Linked DNA regions of Macaca mulatta: region 1 is linked to region 2. The links are chromatin contacts, called in public Micro-C maps. All regions are on one chromosome and are shown on one strand. Each heading gives the region's core, a stretch centred on a gene start, on an enhancer-like site or on the middle of the called end of the contact. The rest is flanking DNA. Distances are from core to core; before and after follow the strand shown. Region 1 overlaps SORL1 (sortilin related receptor 1). Region 2 holds the start of SORL1 (sortilin related receptor 1).

The links. A called contact is a pair of places that touch in the nucleus more often than the background predicts.
Region 1: a Micro-C map of CD4 T cells shows a contact between it and region 2, with 4 times the contacts expected there. The contact joins the enhancer-like site here to the promoter of SORL1 in region 2. A contact is called at or near these places in 4 of 14 Hi-C or Micro-C datasets (CD4 T cells, blood, cortical neurons and 1 more).

The regions. Positions count from the first base shown.
Region 1 is chr14:122,165,537-122,172,339 of T2T-MMU8v2.0, reverse strand. It overlaps SORL1 (sortilin related receptor 1), which reads right to left. Exons shown (of 48, transcript XM_015115975.3): 6 at 1,342-1,522. Among named protein-coding and RNA genes, the nearest start is that of SORL1, 42 kb to the right of the region's middle. Within about 2 kb of position 3,504, at least 5 of the 40 cell types and tissues checked have an H3K27ac peak or open chromatin away from gene starts, as enhancers often do. A contact at or near this core is called in CD4 T cells and cortical neurons, where this site is marked.
Region 2 is chr14:122,125,286-122,132,497 of T2T-MMU8v2.0, reverse strand. SORL1 (sortilin related receptor 1) reads right to left here and starts at 5,213. Exons shown (of 48, transcript XM_015115975.3): 1 at 4,911-5,213. The coding sequence starts at 5,195.

The sequences.
Region 1 (6,803 bases), core at 2,255-4,754, 42 kb before region 2:
CTGGAGAACTGAAGACAAGGTTTTAGACCATACTGAAAACTCAAGACTGTCCAACTGATGTCACAAGACACCAGTGCTTGGGCCTGATTTCTCATCTGTGTGTTCCCATCATCCCATCCCTGCCCAAAGTCATTCAAGGATGCTTATGTTTCTGGGCTGCTGTACATTTGTGCATGTGTGTCTAAGAGAAAGATAGAGAAAGAGACAGGCAAAGCAGGAAGGCAGTGAACCCATGTCTGTGGATCAATGCAAATGGCCCAACAAGAAAAACTGCCATAGGCTAATGGTTTTTCAGAACATTTTGCAAGGTGTGTAACTGAAAATGCCTCTAGCCTTTAGCCACCCACATCTCTCTTCTCATTCTGTCCTTACTCCCTGCTTTTCCTGCTGGGGAGGTCCTCTCTTGACCCTAAAATCCTACTAAGAAGGTTGACCTACTTCCACCTTGCCTACTACCAATTATAGAAGTAAATGGGAACCTGAAGGAAAACATTGTGTCTGATTTCAGTCTCTAAGGTTAACAGTGACAGACCATACAGCAACCTCCCAGTTAGCAAAGGCCTTCAACAAAGCCTGAGTCAACAAGGGAAGGGCACCATCAGGAAAGCAAGCTAGTAGCCTCCCAGAAATAAGAGCCCCACCTGCCCTCGACTGGGCCTGGTTTTTCCCTTTACAACCAGGGTGATAAAGACTGAACTCGATACGGTTTCAAGACAAGTCCTGTTAAGTAATCAACTCTGGTTTTAAACGAGCAAGCCCGCCATTTCAGCATCTGGCTCCAAGACATCAAATCAAGGGGAAGATCTTCCCAGAGGCTGAGAGTTAAGCTACTTACTGACAGCTGGAAGCTTAATTACTGCTTTTCTTAGAGCATTAACTCCCACTAGCCAATGACTACACATCCTATTAGCCATGTAAATTAACATGTGTTGAAAAATCTCAAAGAAATCAGCCTAAGTTTAAAGGAAATCAGGCAGTGGGATTAAAGGAAAGAAACCACTGAACCACCCTCCCCCCTCCATTCTTTGCTCTTTTCATAGGGATTTCAAAGCAATAGTCTTTGTCAAGAATGCTCGGCTCCCAGGAAACAACCAAATTCCTAGAGCCTAGAGCCACTTTGAGTGTTTGTCCTAGGCCTCTCCACTCCTCTGACTTCCTAGCACCTGCCAAGCCCTTTGGGAATGTTCGTCAATGTCGTCAATGTTGAGAATCCTTCAGTCAATCTGTCCCAAGCACATCCTTCCGGTTCCTGTGTATGCAAACTCACCTATTTAATCACAGAATGCCAAACGTCACAAAGGAAACTCAAAAGTAGTTTATTCTTTAGTGCATTCAACTTACCACCACCTTTGTAGCAAACATGTACTTGTCCCGAAGCTGAAAATCTCGCACTTCCTCAAGGATCACTTCCTGGTTTTCCCGAGACTGGAAGAAATCGGTACTTCGGAAAACGGTGGAGTAGCCAGAGGGTTCATGTCGTTCAATGTAGATGGTATTTGGTTTGTCATAGGGATCAATTCCCCTGGCAGAAAAAAAAAAAAAAAAAAAAAAAGGTTATCATTTGCACATTTAATTACTAGAGGTATGGAGGCTTTGCAATGAGGAAAATCAACTAGAATTTAGGCCTACCATGGTGTGACCTACAGATGATACTCTGCGTGCCTCAAACATATCCCTTTGGTTACTCCTTGACTCAGGATAGAGGGGACAAAACTGCCATTTGTAAAGTGTTTTATGTTGTTTTCAAAGCATCCTGGGTTTCGCTCAAGGCAACCCTGCCCTGCTTGGGAAGGGCAAAAAGTAATAGTACAAGATAAAATTTTTCAAAATTAATAAGCAAGGGACTGCTTGAAGCTATAAGCAAGTTTCTGGTCTCAAGTTACGCATCTCAGAGGAACGAAGGAGAGTTTTCCCAAGCTGCTACATCCTCTGAAGAACATTACTGGAGAAACCACACTATGAACCTCTGAGCCTGATCCTTCCAAGGGACGCTGCCCTGTCTCTGCCCTGTCCCCTGCCAATGTCACGGATCTAGGCAATCTGGAGCTGCCTGTGCATTTCGTCTCCCATGAGGCTCTTCCACAAACTCTTTCTCGCACATACTGATCTCCTTGATGTCCTTCAGAAAGGGAGGACGCCTTTCTCCCTCTGCTTTTGCGAACACCACACTCCCACGAAGAGATGCTCTCCGCACACACTCTGATCCCTCCATCCAATTCCTACTCTCCTCTGTCATCCAGTTCCAGTCTTCATCTTCCAGGAAGCCTTCCTCAGTGCTGTCCTCTCTTCTCCCAACACTAGCAAAACATCGCTCCGCAGCACCCAATTCCAAGCCTTTCACATGAGTTTGAACTCCAGACAAAGGTACAAAACCCCTGTAGTTGGGCCATTTTTTAGAATCAGTCTTATTCCTTTACGCAGTAATGCCTCTTAGACACTGTATTTTATTGTTCACCATTATGTATTTGTCTGAGCTTCCTAGACATAGTATAGATGCCTTGGAAAACCATGTCTTGGATTTCTTTTCACCCTATAGTATTCCTAGCTGAAGAGACGCTTTCTGCATTGGATCTGTGGGGCAATTCGAGAAGCTAATCCAAAACGAAAACATAGAATGACCAGGCCAAACTACCTTGGAGAAGAACTTCTGAGCCAGTGTTCCCCAAAGAAGCCCCACACAGTAGCTCAGAGGACAACTCATCTGCTCCAGGTCTCCTAACATTCTCAAGAACACCAAGGCCATGGGAACCATTCAGCAAATGGAAAAAATAAATGGAAAAGTCGGGAAGATAGTCTTGTAGTAAGAATACAGAGTGATGACTCAAGGAAAGGCAGAAGGCCTCAGTTAGGTAATTGCCCTTATACAGTTCCATATGCATGATGGCTCTCAGAATAACGAAGGTAATTGTGTTAAAATTCCTTCAGAGATACATATTCAAGAGCATATTCTCCCCTACCCCTCCCACAAAGGAAGATAAGAAACAGAGAAACAAGAGCCTCTTTTGCCAGGTTCAGTGGGTCACACCTGTAATCCCAACACTTTGGGAGGCTGAGGCCAGGGTAGGGAGGGAGACCATTTGAACCCAAGAGTTCGGGACCAGCCTGGGCAACATAGTGAGACTCCACCTCTATAAAACATAAATTTAAAAATAGCCAGGCACATTGGCGCACACCTGTAGCCCCAGCTACTCAGGAGGCCGAGGTGGGTGGATTGAAGCCTGGAAGTTCGAGCCTGAGTGAGTCATGATTGTGCCACTGCACTCTAGCCTGGGCAACAGAGCAACACCCTGCCTCAAAAAAACAAAGAAAAAAGAGCTTCTTTTTACAATGAGAGCAAGACTTGAGTTTTGCCCTACAATCTGGATTCTTAGGGAAACGAAGAAACCAGCAGCCTTGGTCCTAGTGTGGGAGAAAACTATTCTTCACTATCAGATCCTCTGTGTGCATGTGTGGGCGGGTGGTGGCATGTTCTCTTCTTTTCCACAATTAGAAGTACTGATTAAAGTACTTCCTCTAGCCAGAGGATATGCAAATTAAAATGAGGCTGCTTGGTATTTTTAAAACGGCAGAGGAAGGAACCTTTATTGAGCTATTTTGAGACCCAGCTCACCTCTATTATTCCTTCCTAGCCAAAAGCAGCAGCCAACACCTAGAGATAGAAAGAACTATGACTTTCATCCCAATTTTCTTCCGTAATCCATATTTGGACCTCCCATTTCTGCAAGCTGCTCCACCTACAAGTTCTTATACTTTGCAATCACTTAGACTTCCAGTGTCTTACGCTCACTGACACCTACTTTCTATTGTCTTTGCCCTCATTGAGAAATTCCACTCCTTGCTCTACCTCTGAGCAGTCACCAGCCTCACCTGGCCTCACCTGAAATCCCTCAATGATACTCCACAGGGTATCTTTAGTCCCCTCAGCTCCCCTCCAGGTCTTCCACTATTCTGTCCGGCCAATCTCCAGCTCCCGACCATGTAAATTATTAGCTTTCCCACTCCTGCTGCTCCCAACTTGCCAAGCATTGTTGAACAAATGTATGTCATTATTCTGACAGACTAGATTACACTTTCACTTACTATGGGGAAACCTGAGGGGAAAAATCCCCTAAATAGCCTAAAATCCCCTAACCGACATGTCATTAGCTTAAATGAGATAAACCAGTCCTTTCTCCCAAGATATCTGTATATCTACACAGAGGCAGAAGGTACAATATAATTTTAGAACTTAAAAATTTCTAAATTGTATGTTCCCTTATCTAGTAATTCTGCTGGTTTGCCCTCTTATAGTTTCTTAAACAGATAAAAGAACAATTTTTCCCCTTAAAATTCAAATCAAGCAAAAGAAAGTTCTAATGGTTTTCCTTGAGCACAGGGTGTCCTTGGATGAGACTGGTTATAATTTCACTAAGATCCCACAACTTCTGCTCAAGGAAAATAGCAAAAGGGTCAGAAACAGCTACCCTCTGTGGAAACATAAACAAGAATCTATGGGTGTCTGACGATGGTCAGCTGTAAGGCTCCTCAACATGCCAGCTCCATCTTTATCATCCTCTATTACTAAGGAAGCAATACCAACTAAAAGACATTTCACTTTACATGGAGAACTAAAAGAAAGGCAGTATCTACATCTTCTGGGACCATTACACGTAATGAGGACTAAAATTACTAGTAAAAATCTAAAAACACATGAAAAACTAGGAGATAGAAATATAAATACACACACATACAATCTATCTCACATTACAGCCAAAGGGCTAATCTCAAATACATAAAGAGCTCCTTGAAATCAATAATGAAAATACTAATAATCAAATAGAAAAGGGGCATGAAGCCAGGCACAGTGGCTCACACCTGTAATCCCAGCACTTTGGGAGGCCGAGGTGGGCAGATCACCTGAGGTTGGGAGTTTGAGACCAGCCTGGCCAACATGGTGAAACTTCGTCTCTACTAAAAATACAAAAATTAGCCAGGCATGGTGGTGGGCACCTGTAATCCCAGCTTCTCGGGAGAGTGAGACAGGAGAATCGCTTGAATCTGGGAGGCAGAGGTTGCTGTGAGCCAAGATCACACTACTGCACTCCAGCCTGGTCATACTTACACAAACAAACAAATAAATAAATAAACCACAATCCCAGCACTTTGGAAGGCCAAGGTGGGAGGACTGCTTGAGGCCAGGCGTTTGCAATCAGCCTGGGAAACACAGGGAGATCTCCTTTCTACAGAAAAATTTAAAAATTAGCTAGGCATGGCTGCACATGCCTGTAGTCCTAGCTACGTAAGAGGCTGAGGTGGGAGGATCACTTGAGCCCGGGAGTTTGAAGCTGCTGTAAGCTATGATACTGTCACTGCACTCCAGCCTGGGTAACAAAGTGAGACTCTCACTAAAAAATATAAAATAAAAATAAATAAAATTAGCCAGGCGTGGTGGCAGGCACCTGTAATTCCAGCTACCCGGGAAGCTGAGGCAGATAATTGCTTGAACCCTGGAGGCGGAGGCTGCAGTGAGCCAAGAACGCACCACTGCACTCCAGCCTGGGCAATAGAGCGAGACTCTGTTTCAAAAAAAAAAAAAAAAAAAAAAAAAAAGGACCCTTAAGCAGATTAAAAGATGTTCTAACTCTTAATAAGGAAAATGCAAATTAAAACCACAGAGATAATATTTCTTCCCTAACACACTGGCTGTGGAGGGAGACACTATTGTATATTGTTGAGATGAGGGCAAACTTGACACTTTCTATAGCGAGTCTGGCAATCTCTCCCAAAGCTACAAGTTTAAGGATTTATTCACCGGGATATATCAGTGCACAAAACTTACAAAAATCCTTGCCCTTGGGGAGCTTCCACTCTATTGAAGAGAGAAAGACAAATAATAACCATAATAATAGTGTATTAGAATGTGGTAAAGTGCTCTGCAAAACAGAACAGAATACAGTATAGGAGACTGGGAGTAATGGGGGAGTAGGTGCAATTTTATTTTTATTCATTCATTCATTCATTCATTCATTCATTTATTGAGATAGCATCTTGGTCTGTTGCCCAGACTGGAGTGCAGTGGCGCAATCTCGGCTCACTTCAACCTCCACCTAGCAGGTTCAAGCGATTCCCCTGCCTCAGCCTCCTGAGTAGCTAGGACTACAGGCACCTGCCACCACGCCCAGCAAATTTTTGCGTTTTTAGTGGAGACGGGGTTTCATCATGTTGGCCAGGCTGGTCTGGAACTCTTAACCTCAAATGTTCCACCCAACTCGGCCTCCCAAGGTGCTGGAATTACATGCGTGAGCCACCGCGCCTGGCCAGGTGCAATTTTAAATAGGATCCTAAGGTGGGCATAAATGAGGTGGCCTTCATTTAGAAGATATTATTTGAGCAAAGACTGGAATGAGGTAAGGGAGTACACAGTATAGTGTATCTTGGGTGGGAGTATTTTAGGCAGAGAAAACAGCAATTGCAAACATCCTGTTCCCTATGGTAAGAAGGTATCTGATATTTAATCAGAGAGAAATGACGAAGCATTTAAGGGTTCAAAGCAGAGGAACAGAATGATCTAATTTGTTTGAATAGACTCAAACCAACCACATGCTGAGAATTAATGGTAGAAAAACAAGAGTAAAAGCAGAAAGACTAGTTGGGAGACTAATGAGCAGTGATACTGGAGGCTTGCAGTAAAAGTGGTACCTGACTAGAAGATTCTAGATATATATTGAAGGTGGAGCCAATAGGATTTCCTGATAGAATGAATGTAAAGCATAAAACAAATGTGAAATCAACAATGACACCAAAGATTTCAGCCTAAGCAAATG
Region 2 (7,212 bases), core at 3,964-6,463:
AATATAATTTAGAGCTAAAGTTAATCTCATTATTCAGGATACCAGGGACTACAGATAACAGGAAGCCACTTATAATTCAAGTTTCAAATTTTGTGTACATACATGTTGTACATGCGGAGACTATTTCTGGAAAGATATACAAAAAGATTGATAACAACGGATGCCACCTGGGAAGGAGATCTGGGTGAACAGGGGGCACGAGAGGGAAGGAAATTTACTTGTCACTACATACTCTTTTGTACAAATTTTGTTTTGTAAATGTGCATTACCTAATCAGATAGCTTTTTATTTCATCCCTTGAAATTCCACCTCCTTACTCTTCTCACCAACCCCTTTCCTCCATTCTTTCCACCTCTCAAAGCCTCCACCTTCTGTGCCTCTAACCACGCAAGCTATTTATGAACTAAAAGTGGCCAGAGACTGGGCACAGAGCTCCCTAAGAAAAGATGCCAAGTGGAACCAGGAAGAGTTTTTCAAGGTCACAGCCCTTATTGAGCCAACCCAAGGCCCAAAGCAACTCTTCAGCTACGTAGAAGCCAACCTGAAACAGCAAATTCTTTGCCTTCTCATCTTATTCTGGAAGCATACGGGTCAAACATCCAAACTTCAGAATCAACCGGCCAATTCTTTCCCAAGCAAGTGTATCATGGAAGAATCTACTCAAAAGAGATCTAAAGCTAAATGGTATTCCACCCCCAAAGGAGGCCCTTTGTCCCAGGGCCTTGTGCTGTAATAGACACTTTATTTTCAGTCTCAAATCAGGACACTGAATACTCCCCGACCTCTAAAATGTAGGAATTATGAAGAGAGAGCTTGTTGGAAGGAAAATAAACCTGTAAATCCTGTTAGGCTTTGTGCTTCATTCCAAAGGATTTTTCCCCAAAACAATACCATTAGCATAAACCAGAATGATAGCCCTAAAAGGGAGGATTCTGTAAAATAGAATCCAAGCTCTTCATTCAAAATAACTCCCAGATAGCACAGGAAAATCGGGACTCCACTATCTGTAGGCCATGCCACTTGCATCCTCACTACCGAATAAGCCAACTCATTTTCACTATCCATGTGTGGTTCACTGCATTCCTCCTTATAAATACATTTTATATAATGTGAATTTGCTTCCTACCCTCCAGGCCTCTCTTCTTCCAGGTGCGCTGCTGGTCCACAAATACTCATTAAGGGCCTCCCAAGTGCCAGGGAAACACAAGAGAACTTGATCCATGCCCTTAAGGAGCAAATAGGAAAATGAGACAGTGGAGCAATTCTAACACAAGGCAGCAAGTGCTGCATCCAAGCTCAGAAGAAACTCTTCCCACCGTAGCCTGAGAATACCAAGAGGTATTCCTTGGATGTTAAAGAATGGAATAAGCGCTTTCCAGGCAAGGACGAGAGTCGGGGAAGACCATTTCAGGCAGAGGAAAAAGCAGGCATGATGGTACAGAGAGACAGAGCTTACTTGAAATCAGGAGGAAATTCAGTGTGGCATAAATCAGGGAATTTCTCTTCTTGGACTTGGCCTTTTTAAGAAGGGCTCAACTTCTAAACTTTGCCTTTTTTTTTTTTTTTTTTGATGGAGTCTCGCTCTGTCGCCCAGGCTGGAGTGCAATGGCATGATCTCGGCTCACTGCAACCTCCGCCTCCCAGGTTCAAGCGATTCTCCTGCCTCAGCTTCTTGAGTAGCCAGGACTACAGGTGCCCGCCACCGCGCCCGGTGAATTTTTGTAATTTTAGTAGAGACGGGGTTTCCCCATGTTGGCCAGGCTGGTCTCGAACTCCTGATCTCAGGTGATCCACCCGCCTCGGCCTCCCACAGTGCTGGGATTACAGGCGTGAGCCTTGAACATGGGCAGAAAAGTCCTGATATCTGCCAGCAAATTATTTTCACCACTACAACCACATTTCAGTTCATAAATGTGCCTTTAACTAATCATGGCAGAAGCCAATCTCCCCACCCTAGAGAAACTGAGGAGGAAAATGGTCAAAATAACCAAGCCTAGTTTACCCAAGAGGTTAGCAAAGCAGAGGAAAAAGGACCGACTTTGACTCCAGCACATGGCTCTTTCTCAGATGCAAGTATTCCCCTGAGAAAGCCTTCCCTTCTCTTCCCCCTGAAGCTGGTGGCCTTAACATTGCCTCTAGGCCTGCTTCCTTCAGGCAGCCTCTGCTTCCAGCCCTGCTCTGTACTGCCAGTGTCCTCTTAACCTCACTCAAAGGTCAGAGGGCAAGAAGCTGGACAGTGTCTGAGCCCACCATCCCCTATCGCTCCATCTCCCATGCGCTGCATGTCACAGCCCGTTATCACACCATTGTAGAGTTGTGGCTGGTTTCTTGTGACCATGTTTCCTGGTTCCCGTCCTGGTACACTGACATGCCTGTGTCTGCATCTGCTTGTTCTCCTCCTTAAATTGTACATTTCCTAAAAGCAGGAATGAAATTCTATTCCCCACCCCACTGCACCTCCATAGACCCACATTCAAGTCAAGCAGTACTGTTGGAAAACATCACCATTCCTTAGGTTTAAACCTAAGTTGAAGGGGAAAGCGGTGAGTATAAAGTGGAACTTGGCTTAGGGCTAAAAGTAGGACCATATAACTTATTGTCACATCTTGACACTTTTGAGAGTGAAGGGGGTGCTATTCATAACCACCAGAGACAACTTAGAAACCAGGTCTGCCCCAGGGAAACACAGAGGCAATGGTCATCCTTGCTAGAAAGATCATTCCAAGTAGATGTCAGTTACTCCAGGGTTCCAAGAAGGGCACCTCAAATCCCTTCAGTCACCAACCTGTGCTTGCACTCTGAAGTGTCTGCACCAGACAGAACTTGTGGCAGAAAGCCCAGTACGGGGAAGTTCTTCCTTTTATCTGACTCAAATCCTTACAGATTCCAATTAATTCCACTTCTTATTAACCTCAGAGCAAGAGGCAACAATGGCATAGGAAGGCAGCCACAGAAAAGAAAAATCTCACCCTTGCATCCTCACCCTCTGGTTAGGAATTCCTCATTATGAGCTCGACTGCTACTTCTCCATCCTTCAGCTGAACCAAACTCAATCTGGCTGGCCCAGAAACTCAAAAGCCCAGGGTTTGGAAGTCACTCCCAATGAGAACAGAGTTCATGTCCAACTTGCCCCACATCCCCTGGAGCTTTTCACAAACCAAACCCAAGAAAGAAATGGCACCTGTACGCATATTTTTGAAACCAGAAAGCTTTTTCCTCAACCTAAACTACAGCTTCAGGGGACCTGAGCACTGGGAGGGATTGCCTCCCACCAGCCCCCAACTCCCAGTTCCCAGAATGCTGATTCAAGAGCACAGCAGAGCTGGGCTGACTGGGGAGGCCCAATGAACAAGCAGGCCACTCCTCCTCCTCCTCCCACCCTCCATCAGCCCCATGCTGTTGTCGCTGTTGAGAGCAAGGACCTTGATGACTTCTTTTTGTTAATACATATATTTGTCATATGGGGTGGGGACGGGGGACAAGGATCTGGGCCCAAGAGGAACTGAGCACGCAGGTTCCTGCAGCCTGTGGCACACATTCTTGCCCAGGGCCAATAGTGGAGGGAAGTCTAATGCACCCACCCAGTCCCCACCATCCTTTCCCCCTTTATACCAGATCTATTTTATTTCAGGAAAGAGGTATTTAAGCAGCACTGCATAAAGACAGGGTGACTGCAATCAAGCAAAGGTCACTGAGACAATGCAGACAAAAACTAGAGAGCAGGCCACCTTCCCGGTATGACCTTGGACTAGTCACTTCACCGTTCCATGCTTCAGTTTCTTCACCAACAAAATGACACAATAGGGTGATATGTTTATAAGGTTCGTCCTGGATCCCAGGGTTGAACATTTAACTCTATATATTTCCTGAAGAAATGGCTAAAGTGAAATTAGTGAGAAAAGGCAGAACTCAGGGTAATCTTTTATTAATAATTTCTACTTTAAAAGAAACAATTTGACTCTAGAAAACAAGTGTATTTACCACCTCCTCTGGTCCTACTTTTTCTCCCCTCCCGACTTTATACTTTTGCTGATGTCAATCTTAACTGCAGAACTGGGAATCTCATGAGGCAATAACACGGTCAAATTAATTTTGCCAGTGCTGATCCTAACCTACAAACTCCATCTGCAATTCCTCGCAGTAAGTCTGACCATAAAAGTGAAATTCACGTTACTTATGATCTAATAAACCCATTGCCTGGATAGAAATAAATCACTTATAAAATAATAATGCCCACCAAATTTCCTGCAGTCATTTCAAATCTCCAAGTGCCATGAGGGGTATGCCTCTCCAAAATAAAGTTATCTTGAAGGGGGTAGGAGAGTCAGTATCTTGAAGGGTGGGAAGAAGGAATGGAGAGCATCTCATACCCTAGGCAAAAATCAGAAATTAAAAATTCAGCCCTTATACACGCACACACACCTCTTGTCTGACTGTACAGAGATAGTCGACAAGCTTTCAGGTTCGCCCACCTTATTGTGCTAATAATGCTAAGTGTGGAAACCCCCACCTCGTGCTGTTCTGTGTAAGTGTACCGCAACTGCAGGGTGCTCGCCTCCACTGCCAACTGATGGTACACTAAAGAAAGCCCGTTTTTTATCCAGATGTAAAATGAAGCTGCACCCCTCCTATACCTGCCGGAAACTACAGCGTTCTGCACACACCCTGGGGTAATACGCACTGCACCCGGCAAGGTACCTGGAATACGTTTACTAAATCGACAGGAAGAAGGAAAGATCAATGCGATTCAAGTGCTGACGGTTGTACTCGTGAAGGAAAAAAACAAATGCAAGCCGGGAAGTCCCCAGTGGTGCCTGCACCTAGGAAGCGACTGCAACGGATGGATGCAGGGGTGAGGAAGTGCAGGGAGAGGAAAAAACTGGAGGGAGGCGGGTTGCAAAACTGCTCACCTGTCCGTACACCTTGATGGGCTCGGGCTGCAGGGCAGCGCTCCGTTTCCTCCGGAGCGGCTTCTCGTCCGCGCGGCTCGCCCCCCTGGCATCCCCGCGCGCCCACAGCCGCAGCTCGCGCGGGTCGCCCTGCACCACGAGGAAGCCCCGGTCCTGGGGCAAGGGCGTGCGGCCGCCGTGCAGCCTCTGCGTCCAGACTTCGCAGAGAGCTCCGGGCGGCAGCAGCGCGACCAGGGTGAATAGGAACGGGAGTCGCGACTCCCTCCTGCTGCTCCGTGTCGCCATGTTCGGGCGAACGCTACTGCAGGTGGCGCCGCCGCCAGGAGAGAATGTGCAGCGCGAGGCCAGGAGAGCCGCTGGGCCGGGGCCGCGCGCGCCGCTCCCGGGGCTCCAGGCCGCCCGCGCCGCTCCGGGCCACCCCGCTGCGCCCGCCGCCGCTGGCGCCAGGTCCCGCTCGGTTCGGCGCGGCGCCGTCACGTGTGAGGCTCGCAGCGCGTCCCCTTAACGCACTTTCTGTGCTCGGCGGCCTCGGCGGCGACTCCGGCCCCTCCCTGGCGCGGGGATGGGGAAGTTAAGGCAGCAAGCGCCGAGGAGGGTGCGTCCCCTTCCCTGGCGGGCACACCTCCTTGTTCTCCCTGCTGGAATGAAGAGTTGCGCGGGGCTCGCTCGTTTTCTCTGGAGTTAATTGCCTCCTATACAGGGTCGTGTCGAGGTCGTCCTAAACTGTGGCCACTTTTCTGAGTGCACAGCCCTCAGTCCCGTCACAAGACCACCTCCCCCCGGCCCCGGCCTCATCCCCACCTCCATGGGAGAGCCCAGAGCCACAGAATTAGCTCCTAGAACGCAACCAACAAGTCAGAGTCCAGATGAACCCGCTCCAGTGGGAAACTCAGTTTTTCATCTACTCTGGCCACCAAAACGTATTTGCAGGGGCCACAGCAAAAACCACCCTTTATCAAGCTACGTGCCCCCGCCTGAAGCACAGCAAATAAACATTCTGCACAGAGGCAGTAAAACCAAGGGTACATCTGACAAAGAATGCACCACACCTGGACAATTATTACACAGCTATACAGGGTGTGCTTGCACGCATGCATGAATACCTGTGCGTGGCACAGGGCCCCAGCGGCGGCTTGCTTATGATCCCTCCAAGGTGACCAAGCACTGAGCCACCCTGCCTCAGCAGTAAAATAGACACATTTACCAGTCCCTTCAACCCACAGCCAGGAGCTAGGCAAACACCCACAGAGGAGGGAGGACACACTTTAGATTAACCCTACATTCAGCTTGAAGAGCCAAACTCTGTGAACCTCAGGAGATAAAACTTCTGCCATGGAACTGCTAAGGTACGCCCAAGGAAAATATTTTTTTTGCAGGTTAGTGGGAGCAGCCGAGGTCTATGTACTACTGCAACCTTTCCTATTTCATTTTATGTTTCACTGCCCTCTGGACTCAGATCCTGGTTTTTGATAAGAATAAAGACACAGCAAGCAGGGCTGAAAGGGAGACTACCCCTATAGTTGCATACAAGCTGCTGTTCAGGGGAAGGACGGGATGGTCAGTTCAGTTTTCCAACAATGTTCCTCATCTCCAACAAGCCACGGTAGCCTGATTCCTACGCCCGCCCACTCTAGTGCTTTTCAGTCAGCTTACCAAAGCCCCCTCCTCTACCCAGGACTACCACTGACAACCTGCCAGAGGCAGGCCAGCTTGCCTCATCTCCCTGAAGCCAGCATTCAACCAGCCCACCCTACCCCATGCCAGACTTGCTGGAGACCTCTGCCTCAGATTCTGCACTCTCCCACCTCCTCCCACACCCGATTTTCTCCCCAAGTCAGATGATGTCTTTCTGTCCATCTCAACATAATTACAGAACCACCCAGTTCTCCCCACCAAGCAAATCATGCATTCTCTATGTAAACTACCGTGCTTTGTTCATTATACATCGTATACAGGTATCAAAATATCACACTGTGCCCAGTGTGATATTATTGGGGTGCCTTCATCCTGCACCCCAACTTTGATGGTGTTTCAGAGGGATGGAGGAAGTGGTAGCTTGTTTACAACCCAGAGCTGGTTTTGAAGCTGAGAGGAACGCCTTGCTCATATTGTGCAATTCAGCTCTAACTCATATATATATAACATATATATATATATATATATATATATATATTTTTTTTTTTTTTTTTTTTTTGAGACGGAGTCTCACGCTGTTGCCCAGGCTGGAGTACAGTGGCGCGATCTCGGCTCACTGCAAGCTCCGCCTCCTGGGTTCACGCCATTCTCCTGCCTCAGCCTCCTG